Linked DNA regions of Triticum aestivum: regions 2 and 3 are each linked to region 1. Evidence: chromatin contacts called from public Hi-C and HiCAR-type data. All regions are on one chromosome and are shown on one strand. Each heading gives the region's core, a stretch centred on a gene start, on an enhancer-like site or on the middle of the called end of the contact. The rest is flanking DNA. Distances are from core to core; before and after follow the strand shown.

Evidence for each region. Hi-C and Micro-C count contacts between places; a contact is called where the count stands out from the background. HiCAR-type assays count read pairs that join an accessible place to other places.
Region 2: a Hi-C map of leaf shows a contact between it and region 1, with 5 times the contacts expected there. The contact joins the promoter of LOC123143156 here to the promoter of LOC123143151 in region 1. A contact is called at or near these places in 4 of 5 Hi-C or Micro-C datasets (leaf and an unstated tissue).
Region 3: a contact with region 1 is called in a HiCAR-type map of leaf, with 7 times the contacts expected there. The contact joins the promoter of LOC123143153 here to the promoter of LOC123143151 in region 1. A contact is called at or near these places in 1 of 5 Hi-C or Micro-C datasets (leaf) and 1 of 1 datasets of contacts at active chromatin or transcription factors (leaf).

Annotation. Positions count from the first base shown.
Region 1 is chr6D:18,596,735-18,600,984 of IWGSC CS RefSeq v2.1, reverse strand. It overlaps LOC123143151 (putative receptor-like protein kinase At3g47110), which reads right to left and starts at 2,209. Exons shown (of 3, transcript XM_044561995.1): 1 at 2,000-2,209; 2 at 1-1,368. The coding sequence starts at 1,360. It overlaps LOC123143152 (a long non-coding RNA gene), which reads left to right. Exons shown (of 6, transcript XR_006470690.1): 5 at 1,844-2,078; 6 at 2,225-2,498.
Region 2 is chr6D:19,107,952-19,112,201 of IWGSC CS RefSeq v2.1, reverse strand. It overlaps LOC123143156 (F-box/kelch-repeat protein SKIP4), which reads left to right and starts at 1,900. Exons shown (of 3, transcript XM_044562002.1): 1 at 1,900-2,028. LOC123143155 (RNA-binding NOB1-like protein) reads right to left here and starts at 1,601. Exons shown (of 5, transcript XM_044561998.1): 1 at 1,141-1,601; 2 at 1-639. The coding sequence starts at 1,531. LOC123146537 (small nucleolar RNA Z118/Z121/Z120) reads left to right here and starts at 2,989; the gene lies at 2,989-3,096. It overlaps LOC123146539 (small nucleolar RNA Z118/Z121/Z120), which reads left to right and starts at 2,731; the gene lies at 2,731-2,837. It also overlaps LOC123146535, LOC123146542, LOC123146538, LOC123146541, LOC123146536 and the pseudogene LOC123146544.
Region 3 is chr6D:18,923,574-18,927,823 of IWGSC CS RefSeq v2.1, reverse strand. It overlaps LOC123143153 (glycerol-3-phosphate 2-O-acyltransferase 6), which reads right to left and starts at 2,097. Exons shown (of 2, transcript XM_044561997.1): 1 at 1,055-2,097; 2 at 1-212. The coding sequence starts at 1,687.

The sequences.
Region 1 (4,250 bases), core at 960-3,459:
TTGCTGGAAGAGGCCCCTCAAACTTGTTACTCCATGCACCAAGACCTAGTAGCTGTGTCATGTTTCCAAGGGAGGATGGAATGAACCCTGTCAACAGATTATCATGCATAAACAAGGCTTGTAGCAAATTTAGCCTTCCCATGCTTTCAGGCAAGACACCAGTAAATTGGTTGTGAGAGAGTGTTAAATAATTTAGTCTGACAAGATTGCTTATGCCAAATGGTATTGTTCCAGAAATCATATTATATCCAACATAAAGTACTTGAAGTTGTGCTGATAAGTTGCCAACAGAGCTTGGCAACACGCCAGCTAGCATGTTTCCAGAGAGCCTTAATACACGAAGGCGTGTGCAGTTTGTCAAGAACGTCATGAACTCCCAGTCCTGCGGGGTACTTGCCACGATCTGATTTTCTGAAACACTGAGGTATTTTGGGCAGAGCATTCCAATCTCCGGAGGCAATCTACCGGTCAAGCCGTTGAACGACATGTCTAGTCTATAAATCTTTGTTGCATTCACAAGAGAAGCTGGAAGGTATCCTGTAAACCTATTGGTGCCGAGGAGTAGGTCCTTGAGATTTGGGAGGTGAGCCCCCAAGTCTGAGGGCAGTTTACCATGCAACTTATTTGCTGCCACAGCGAAGGTGGTCAGAGAGGAAAGGTTAAAGAAAGCTGCAGGGATAGTGCCTGCGAGGTGGTTTTCACTCAGTATAATGGAGGAGAGACTAGTCATCTTGCCAAGGCCCTCTGGGATGACACCTTCCAGTTGGTTTGCAGCGAAATCGATTGTTTCCAGTGCTGAGAGGTTGGCAATTGACGGCGGGATTATCCCAGTGAACCTGTTCCTATACAGTTGTATGGTCTTCAGATTTGGCAAGCCTCCAAGCCATGCAGGGATTTCTCCGGTTAGCAAATTTAAATCAAGATCGACGCTCTCAAGACTGGAGCAGTTCTTCATGTCCGGGTTTATATCACTATCAAGTGAATTGCTGGAAAAGTTAAGATGTTGTAGCCGAAATAAACAGCCAACTGATGAAGGTATTCCTCCATGAAAATTGTTTTGGCTGAGGTCTAGTATTTTCAGAAACGTGAGGTTTCCAATTGATGGTGTTATTGTTCCGGCAAGGCCCTCCGAAGCGAGGTTCAGCACGGTAACCCTGTGCTTATGCTTGAGGCTGCAACTGACACCTGGCCATGAACAGAAATCAGTAGTTGTGTTCCATGCAGCTAGGGCACCTGGCTGGATGCTTAGACTTGCCTTGAATGCCAGCAAGGTATCCATGTCAGTCATGTTACTGAATGTTCTCGCCCATGCCGACTGGAGTACATGCAGCAACAAAAGCAGCAGAAGAACAGGGAACATCGATGACACTGGAAATCATGGAAGAAATTTCAGCTTTAATTAACTCCCACATGCTACACTCAATACCAGTGAACTGGTTAATGTAAGACTACTAATCTTATTGCCAAAGCTTCACTAATTTCATTGTTGGGACTTACTGAGTTTTTTTGTTACGAAAAAGTCTATTTTTGTCCATGTGAAGCCACATCCAGTATGTTAAACAATCTCATCCCAGAACATCCGGAAACTAAGATATCTTGCTACCCTCGTGCTTAAACATTCATTTGCTAATAAAGTCAGACCTTGTGCTTCTATGTGATCTTTTTCTTTTAAATAATACTTCCTCCGACCGGAATTAGTTGACGCTCAAACGGATGTATCCATTTGAGCGTCAGCTAATTCCTGACGGAGCGAGTACTTCATGTGTTCCAACTTTCCTTTGTTCCTGTTATAACTATGTATTGAACATGTGTGTCCTTGATAAATTCTTTTCATGTTTCACAGGATCTGCTTGCGCCCGTATCGAGCGATGGCCGATGGCAGTGATTATGCGGATTGCAGAACATGTGTTTTCCTTAACTGTGCACACGCTATGATATTTTCAAAGTATTGCTGTGCACAAATACAAAAGAGCAACTCTACGAGGCTTGGATCACATACCTTGTGTTGTATCCTGCTGCTGGTTTCTGAAGAGAGGACGGCGCCCTTTCCTTGCGGTTGCACACTGCGCCAGCAATCGGTATGTGTGAGCTACAGAGGAGGCATTGCGTTCATATGCTCCATGTAATTGCAATGCATGGGATCAGCTGGTAGGTCTTTGTGGCCACAATTTGGCCACTTGCGAGGGGACTTATTACAACTTTGGGGCTGTCGGTGTCGCTGCAGGAGACGGAAACGTGCACGGCAACGGCAAGGGTAGGAGTGTGTGGGCGTGGGGGCATGCGGGAAAAGATGATGTGAGGAAGACAGCATCATGGCGGATCACTTGCACCAATATAAAGATACATGTCGGTTTAGTGTCTTTTGACTTTGTGGAGAATTTTTGTTTTAGCAGCTGATCATGTCATAGCGCACCGCGTAACAAAATACTTTGAATACTGATACAAAGGAGTTGCTATCCTATATTTATTTATAATTTCTATAGTTGCAGCAATTTTTTAGCAAATTCTACATGGTAGGATTTCCGTATGAAATTTTCCTTTAGAGCCATTTAGTTTACAGGAATATATCATATTCCTGTACATGATTGACTCTCATCCTTTATATTTTGAAAGAGAAAGAAACATGAGCTTAGACTTAATGGACAAAAATCCTATTTTGTGAGCCAAATGACATTTATCCTGTGAACCAAAAAAAAAAAAGGAAATCCTATCATGTGAACCAAACATTAGGATTTGAGATACGTTTCATCACACTTTATATAGTTCTCCTATTCCAATCCTTCCAATCCTAGAACCAAAGAGGGCCTAATTTTGGTGCAAAACAAACATGAGATCCTATCTTATATGTTCTTCTCTTTGTATAAGTCTTGTGTTATTCATGTGTGACGTTCAAACGCTAGTTTTGGTGTTTTATGTGTGTTTTAGCTCATGTAACATGGGCGCATCTAGTGTGGTCTCACAAAGAATTTGCAGAAAGGAATTTTAGCAGTGCATATCAGAAAGTCGCTTTGGCTATCCTAAAAAAACCCGCTTTGGCTCCAAGGAGAGCTGTAACGAAATTTCAAAAATATTAACTTATATTGCTTGAAAATTTCCAAAAGCGATTGTAAGTGTTTATATATTTTTTGCATGGTATTGTAAGTGTTTATATAGATGTTTACTATATCTATATGAGGTTTCATGACTATATGTATTTTTATGGGGTGTATACAAAAAAGACAAATACATGAACAAAAATGGCTGTGTATTTTGTTGTTTTGGGACCGATTGTTGTCTTTTTCGCAGCACATAATATATTATATTATCTATTGAAATTTTACGGGTACGAAGATAACGTCCATGTGTACTCATAGAAATGATTTCAAAAAAAATTCAAAGTTTGAAATACCATTTTAATTTTTTTTAAATTACAGGCTCCATAGAACCTGGGAGCCAAAAAAGGGTATTCTTACGTATTTTCATTATACTCATTTTGGTGCAGCCCAATGCTCGAAAATGGACACCCGCAGAATTAGGATTCAGCCTAACATGCCTACCCTAAAGCCTATTCCATGCACATAACCCCATGTCAACTCCCCATGACTGCTCCAACCCAGGTGTGTATTTACCGCGCAGGTCGACGGAGGGAGCTCCTGTATGATGCCTATAGGCGTCAAACAAGGGAGCTTTCGCTAAAGGGCAGCGAAAATGGGCTGGCCCACTTTACCCATAACCGATTTTCACCCAAAAAGCAAGTTGAAGAACCTACATATAGTAAAAGCCTATTAAAAATAGAAATTTATTTTGTGGAAAGTTGTGATTTTTTTGAATTCTGAACGGGTTTTTAAAATGTGATTTTTTTAAAAGTGAACAAACTTTAAAAAACGTGCAGAATTTTACAATACATGGACAACAGTTTTCAAGAAATGTCAGCATATATGAAATTATGAACCAATTTGAACTCCGAAATGGTTTATTGATTTTCGAAAAAAAAAACTAAATTTTTTAAAAACTTGAGCAACTTTTTAAAACGTGACCAATTTTTTTCACAAATGTGATTTTCGTTTGTAATTTCAAAGAACCTCTAATGAAGAATATGATTTTTAAATTTTGAACTTTTTGTAAAAAAAACTGAACAAGTTTTGGAAACTTTGAACAATTTATTTCAAAATGTGAAAATATTCTAAAAATTTCGAATCCCGCACAAGTTATTAGAATTGTGAAAAAAATTAGATGACTGAACAAAATTTGAAAAATGTTAGCAAGTTCTT
Region 2 (4,250 bases), core at 651-3,150, 510 kb before region 1:
TTGGTTCATTCCCTTCCAGAGATTCCAAGTTGTCAGTATTTGACCTTGTTTTCTCTGGAACAGCAGAAGGGCCATCCACTGAATCCAATCCATTTTCAGACAAGTCATTATCTTCATCGACTGATGGAGCAACAGAACTTGTATCAAAACTTTCTCCAGATGCCTTGAGGGCATCTCGCCTCGCTTTCCTCCGCAAATATTTTCTGTGCGTGGTGCGGCCAACAGCAGGCAACCAACCTTCATTGTTCTCATCATCTTCCCAAGGAATACATGCATCTTTCTTTGAAGGCTGAAACTCTTCACCCCCTTGTGTCTCAGAAATACTGTTGGTATCACTTGTAGGGATTTCTTGGTTCTCAAGGTCCTTCAGTGGGAGTATCCGAGAATTAAGATTCCCGCCTGCCTCGGACATCTTATCCAATGCTTCCCACTCTTCTAGGTTGGGCACATTAGAACCCCAGCCTGGCAGCGGAGCCTCTTGCAATGTCCTGACACTGACCACATGCAATGGAGGTGGGTGCTCCCGCAGATGGCTGGTACCGTGGACCTCAGCCTCCAACATGTAAGCTAGAGCGATAATCTTCATATCAACATCTGAGAGTGTCTGGAGATCTCCTGTTTCCCTGGCAAACTTGACAACTGCAAGCAATGATGATATAAAAGTTAGTCTCGCCTATAAGTATGTCATTCTTAGATCAGAGTAAATTGACAGAGAAATTCTAATTCTATTCTGCTGAAGTAACTTGTAGGATATGAGACCACCAAATGTCAACATGTTGCAGTATAGGAAAAACAAACAATAATAACTGCTTCTAATCAAGCAGGCAGTAATGCCAACTTTTTGCCCAAAAGATCCACAGATAGCTTGACACCCAGCACCCTGTTCCATACGCATGCCCAATCCCAAATAATAGCAAACTGAATGAATACTACTCCAGGTCTAATTTCTGCTCTGAATGACACGTTCAATGATCACGAAAACAAATAAAAACTAAGCCACTTATGCAAATCATCATCCCGTGCCTATAACAAGCTAAACAAATCGATGAGCAAATTAACGTTAGTTCACGTACTGCAGAGTTTCAGCTCTATTCTAGCAACAACAGAAAAATGGTTGCAGTGGCTGGCTAAGCATTCGACCTCGCTTGACGAACTCGGGCGCGGGCTCGACGGTCTCGACGGGGGTGGGCAGGAGCGCGAGCCTGCGGCGCGCGGCGGCGTCGCGCACCTCCTCGAGCACCTCGGGCACGGTGACCAGCCGCCCCGCGGTGGAGGCCAGCGCGGCGCCGCCCGAGATGACGGCGTTGGCGTCGACGACGGCCACGGCCAGGCCGCTCGAGTTGGCGCAGCTGGACACGATCCGGCTCACCGCCTGCGCGGGCGACTCCTTGGCCACCGCCTCCCGCCTCGCCGTCGCGGCCGCGCCCCACGCCACGGGGGCCCCGCCGCCGGCAGGAGCGCCGGGAGGTGGCGGGGGCGGGAAGGCCGCGTCGCCGGCCGCCGGGCCGAGGGCCGGCCACGCTTCTTCCATCGCCGAGGAGGGAGGGGAGGGGGTTGCTCTGCTGCTGCTGCTCTGGCGGCGGGGGTGGCGGCGCGCTAGGGTTTTGGGCTCCGATTTTCTCTTTGCCCCCTTCTATTTTGTCGCTAAATTAAGAGCTGGCCAAACAGGCCGGGTTGGCACGGCCCATCATTTGCCTGGCAAGGCCCGGCCTGCCATGGCACGATTATGCTGCCAGTTTTATGCTCAAGCCCCCACAAGAACATTTAATCCAACTTTCAGCCCTGAGTGGCGCAGATCAGCTGAGAGTGTGCGAATAGTTGGAAAATGAGGGGCCTGTACGGATAATATCCATCTCCGCCACGATATAACGGCGGGTAGACGCAGCCATTCCCCCCCTCTCCGCATCCATGGCCGCCACCAAACCCTAGCCCAGCCCGCCCGCCCGCCACCCCCCACTCCGCCCCCCGGGCGGATCCCCGCCCGGCCAGATCTAGGTGCTCCCTGCCTCCCCGCACCTCTCGCCGCCGGTAGTGCCCCCGACCCCTCCCTCTCCTCGCTCCCCCACCCCGAGTCCCCTCAGATCCGATGGGCACGCACCTTCACAAGGTGCGATTGGTCCCCCCCCTCCGACGCTAGTCCAGTCTTTGTCCGCCTACCAGTGTGCTTTGCTTAGGGTTCGTCCGTGGATTGGATTAGATCGCGCGGTACTGTGCATCGCTCACAGGGTTTGTTCGTTCGTGCGTCAGACGCCGTTCGCCCGATCTGGGCGTGGCTGATGTGAAGTAGTACTACTTAGCAGTGATCGCTATGCATTACTGGGTTGGACCTAGTTCATCTGCCCGTCGATTGTTTTGCCTGCCGTGATGACTCCCTAGGACGGTATATGAGCGACGGGCCTGCCCGCCGCGTGATTATACCCAATCTGAGACTAATATCTGAGCAAGCGCACGCTTCACTGTTTCTTTGTTCGCATGCATTGAAATGTGTAGCATACACTCCGCTTGTATCATCTTGTGTTGGCTTGATTTGTTTGCTGTGATGAATCAAAAGGACGGTATCTGAGCAAGGTGGCTCTTGAAAAAGGGCCACCTTCCTTGATTACACACCCTAAACTGATCATAAATTCTGAGCAAACGCACTCCCATGGTTCCCATCACTGCGTTTTGTTTCTCTTCTTTTGCATTGAAATGTTAAACATATGCTTAGATGACATCTTGTGTCAACTTAATTGTTTGCTGTGAAGAATAACAAGGACGGTATCTGAGTAAGCTGGCTCTTGAAAAAGGCCTCCTTCCTTGATATTCACCCTAAACTGATCATATAATCTGAGCAAACATATTCAAATCTGAATTCAACATTGGATTCAGTGGGTTGCTTTACAACGTCTTTTGTTTCTTTTGTCGTGCTACCTTTCTTGTTTGAAATGTAAACCATCTAGTTCCCTGGGTTCATGGGGGGTTGCATAAGTGTGACTAGCTTTTTTTTTTTTTTTGCTGTGATGAACCACAAGGACGGTATCTGAGTAAGGTGGCTGTTGAAAAGGCTCTCCTTCCTTGATTATACATCCTAAACTGATCTAAATTTCTGAGCAAACAACCTTCCATGTTTCTTTTTTGTTTTCTTGCATTGTAATGTAAACCATGTACTTTGCTGGGTTCACTGGTAGCATGAGTATGACTAGTTTTCATAGCTATTGTGTGCTCCTTGCATGTTTGCTGTGATGAATCACAAGGACGGTATCTGAGTAAGGTGGCTCTTGAAAAAGGCCCTCCTTCCTTGATTATACACCCTAAACTGATCTTAATTTCTGAGCAAACACACTTCCATGATACCTTTTTGTTCTCTTGCATTTGAAATGTAAACCATGTGCTTTGCCGGGTTCACTGGTAGCATGAGGGTGGCTAGTGTTCATAGCTATTGTGTGCTTGCATGTTTGCTATGATGAATCGCAAGGACGGTATCTGAGTAAGTTGGCTCTTGCAAAAGGCCACCTTCCTTGATTATACACCCTAAACTGATCTTAATTTCTGAGCAAACACCCTTCCATGTTTCTTTTTGTTCTCTTGCATGGAAATGTAAACCATGTACTTTGCTCGGTTTACTGGTAGCAGGAGTATGACTAGTTTTCATAGACTATTGTGTGCTTGCATGTTTGCTATGATGAATTGCAAGGACGGTATCTGAGTAAGTTGGCTCTTGAAAAAGGCCACCTTCCTTGATTACGCATCCTAAACTGATCATATATTCTGAGCAAGCATCTGAAAACATGAATCGAAGAGTGATCCACAATGACTAAAGTGTGTCACTTTACAATACCTTTTCTTCTTTTGAAGCGCATCTTTTCCTGCTTGAAATGTAAATCCATGTAGTTTGCTATGTTCATGGGTTGTGTAACCTTCGTTTGCTTATTTGTTTGCTGTGACGAATCACAAGGACGGTATCTGAGTAAGGGTGGCTCTTGAAAAAGTCCCCCTTCGTTGATTACCCATCCTAAACTGATCATATGTTCTGAGCGAACATGCGCAAACCTGAATTCAATGGCAATCCACATGCTCTTCTTGCATTTTGACCAGAATTACATGATTTTTTGATGTTTCACATATTAATAATAGCTCACCTTGCCCCCATTTCGTGTTTGCTTTGTCATCCTTACAATTTTTTGGCTCTTTAATGAGTGATTAAGCATCCTAAACTGATAAAATATTCAGAGCAAAGTGCTGTAATTGAATTATAGAAGAACTAATATATT
Region 3 (4,250 bases), core at 848-3,347, 330 kb before region 1:
GTGTGGCGCACGAGGTGCGGCGGGACGGGGAGGCTGATGAGGACGCGGAAGACGGCCAGGGCGAAGCCCACCGGGAGGTAGGCCAACGCGAAGAGCGCCTGCGCCGGGTCTGGCCGGCGGACCAGGCGGCCGTCGTGGAACACGACGCTGGACAGCAGAGCGTCGGCGGCCACGCGCGGCGCGCTCTTGTTCGTGGGCACCATGTAGGCTTCCTGCATACGCACATGCTCGGGAAACAAATCAGATTAATCAGCGGTACTTGCTGCTACTAATTTTTTTAGCATAATCTGAACCAAACATAGTCACTATGTTTCTAAATATTTGTTTTTTTAAGATTTCAAATGGACTACCAGATAGGGATGTATATAAACATATTTTAAACTGTAGATTCACTCATTTTTCTTCGTATGTAGTCACTTGTTGAAATCTATAGAAAGACAAATATTTAGGAACGGAGGGAGTATTTTTTATTTGGAAATTATTAGTGGAGTAACTAATCACTATTCAACAGTAATCTGTCCCTGTCCAAAGCGACAGGTAATAGGACTGAGACAGATGTCATTTGGTTGGCACCAAGTAGCTTCATAATGTACCCAGTGAAGACTCAGGTCAGCAAAATTCTTAGCCAAAAAAAAAGTAACCAAAAGTACAGAAATGAAAGTAAATTATGACTACTCAGCATTTTGCAGATTTAAGTAGTAATTAATATGGACAACTTTGAAGGCTAAACATGTGAAAACTAGAAGGGACTTTCTTCTTCTTTCCTAGGTAATAAAGGGACAGAATTGTCTCAAAAGAAAAAAACTAAGGGACATCAAAGGTGCTCTGAGAAGGCAAAGCTAGGAACCACACAATTTCTTGCAACTCCAACTACCACAAGAAAAAGCTACTGTAGATGAGATTGATGCCTTGAGCACACAAAAGAGCAATTCATTTACTTGAAAATATACGTGTGGTCTGACCTCTGGCCACTCAAATACTATCAATTAGAGAAATTCTATTGAAGAAAGATTGTGTCGAATCCAAGAAACTTTCACAAAATCTAATTTAGTACCTTGCAGATGGCCATGAAGTCGTGGTCGCTCTCGCGGTCGCCGAGCCCGACGTCCGGCATGTCCCCGCCGGCAAACAGCCGCTCCACGACCTCCCTCTTCCTCCCGGCGACGAGCACCCCTCCGCTGATGAGCCCCGTGAAGCGCCCGCAGCAGGCCCCGAGCTCCGTCCCGGCCACCTCGGCCCCCAGGAACTCGCGGACGAACGGGCTCACCATGACAGCCGGCGACGCGGTGACCACGACCCGCCTGCCCGCGCCGCACCCGCGGAACACCTCCCACGAGTCGGCGCGCACCCCTGCGGCGTAGTGCCGGGGGAGCACGCCCCTCGCCACTGCCTCCACGTCGCGCACCCGGAGCCCCGCGAACGTTGCGAAGACGAGCAGCCCGATGGCGGCCGGCTCGGAGACGGCGGTGTAGAGGAGCAGGATGAACGGGGCCAGGAGGAGCAGCGCGAGGGCCCGGAGGTAGCCCCCGGCCTCGAGCGCCACGAGGAAGTAGTAGGGGAACGCGGAGGAGGAGGCCAGCAGGGTGCCGTCCAGGTCCGACGCCGCCGTGCGCCGCTCGCGCGCCGACGCGTCGTAGGACGACAACGGCGGGAACCTGCTCATCGCCGCCGTTCCACGCGGCGCCATGGACGCGCTCACGGAGATTGATCGATCGACGAGACGATTATGCCGGGCCGCCGGGGCGAGTGGTATGCGTGTAGGATTTGTACGCCGGGTTGCTGGGGTTGGCTGAGCGGCCCAGCGGCGCCGCGGCGGGCGTGGGCGCGGGTGATGGCGACGGGGGCCGAAGGAGACTCGTGTTTTTGGCGAGCAGAGGTGGAAAGCAGAGCGCCAACCCCACCTCCTCTGTTTATACGCGCCAACCACATCCCACCACAGTCGGAGTCGGACGACGGCTACGACTCGTTCACCACCGGCCGGCCGATTAATGCCGGTCGGGTGCGAGCTGGATTCGATCTGGGATTGGCCCTGCCTCCGATTCCGAGCAGGAGAAATATCCTACCGATTGGCATGCATGCACGCGCAAAGTGCCGTCCAAGAACAACGGACGCGTGATGAAGGGGAACCATGCATACATGCATGCGTTGCCGGTCGACAACCAGAAAATAGCTTTGGGCAAGAATCATGTCAAGCCACTACCAAAGTCCTCTGCTGCTCGTGAGCACATATACACCTGTCATGAACAGTAAATTAAAAAAAAAGGAGTTTTCTTAATATTTTGGTGCCGCAAACACCGTTGAATGTTTTAAGTGTTTGCAAAGTTTCATCATTGATATGACAGCGCTCATTATTTTGCCTCAATTTTCATGACATTGATTTTTTTTTTGCCACAACTATCATGAATTTTATTCTATCCGAAACTTTGGAAGCACTTGGAAATGCCAGAGGGAACCCACTATGTAAACACCCCTGTAAGATTTGGCAAAATTGGCGACTCACATGTGGTGAGATTTTTGCAAAATCGAGGTTCGACCGGAGTTGTAGTGGTGATGATGGTTGTGGCGGCCGCGGTGGTGATGCTGATCATGGGAGTGCTTGATTTGGTATAGTATATGAACTTGATAAGGGTTGTTGGTCCACGACGTACGACACGATGTGTGGTGCATTTTTGGAGAAACTTGATCGATTTGGTGGCCTTTGGATGAAATGTATGCATGTGTTTAATATGAATTATTGATTTGATTAACTATATTTATGCTTGTTGCTGAATTGGTGCATGTGATGCATTTAAATCATTGAAATTGTTGATGAAATATTGTGCAATTTTTGAAATGTATGTGACAACGGATGAAAGAATTAGCCTAATTTTTTAGGGAGTTAAATATGGGGGTTCGGTTAGCTCCATCACATCACGTCTTTCTTTCCCCTCCACAAGACGACCACCGAAGAGCCTTCCTCCCCTCGATCTTCCCAGGCGAGCTCATGGATTTGCCTCCCCTCCATTGGCCATTCCGGCGACCGCTGAAGGGAAGGGGAATACTGCCGCCTCAACTCCGGCTAGTAGATATGTTAAAGAGTTTTTTAGTCCTTGCAGGGACGGTGCTTTTTCTTTGATTCAGTCTTTTGAGCTCCGATCCTCCTCAAGTTTGTCAGTCGGGACGGATTAAACGGAGCTTCAGCGTAGATTCCTAACACCTCCTTGGGGCGTCGAGGTTAGGATTTCTCGTGGTGCGCACGTGCCGGCGAGATTTGGTGTCAGGTTCTTCGGATCGGCTTTATGGTTTTAATGGCGATGACTGCGGGTCCAAGGCGTTAGTCATGAGGGGCATGTGCACGAAGACGTCCTGACTGTCATCGACAAGGTAGCAGTGAGTCGATGGCTCCTTCTGACGGTGGCAGAGGTTATTTAGTGGGCATGTGTAGGAAGATGTGCCGACTGTCATTGACAAGGTAGTGGTGCGTTAACAGCGTGTTCTGATGGTGGCAGTGGTCGTTCAGTGATCCAGAGATCTTGTTGTTTCTCGTTTTCTTTTATTGTTTCGGGTGTTTTGTACTTTTGCTAAACCTTTATAATATAACCGGACGTTTTAATTTCTTAAGTAGTTAAGATTTGAGGGAGTGGTTAGAGAGGTATAAATAGGGATTTGGTTAGTGTGCCATAAGATCGATGATTACGGTCAGCAAAACATTTAGTTGCTGGAAGCCACTAGAGCGTGCTTTCATAATACCGACAAGCATTAAAACCCTTGTTTTAACCTCTCCTGATCTAATGAGACCAGGCAAAACCTTCGTCTCCGTTTCATCAGGAAGGAAACACACAAAGGTTTCGACTGGACGGTCCGTCAAATCAGTGGACGGCACCAAAAACCTCTCCATTGATGGGTTCGTCGGTTCGGGAAAGACAGGCGGGCCGTGATCGCGATTGGTGGCTCTCGGTGAGCCACTAGTTCAATATGATCAGTCCCGAAGAGAGGACTACAGCGTAGTAGATCGTACGTACTATTCGTAGGCGATGCGCATGTGCAACCACATTGGTACATTACCGGTTTCAACATCACTTCCGTGCGAACACAGAGGAGACCTCCCATCGCTATCATCCATCGTTATTGGTTAGCTCAACTTGTTGGCCTACTCACCGCACCAGCCAATGAGCCAACCACAAATCACTGTCGAAACAGTTTGCTCAGGCCCCATAACCCACAGGTCTTAAGATCAAAACCTGGAAGCGGTGATGCTTGGGATAGGTATG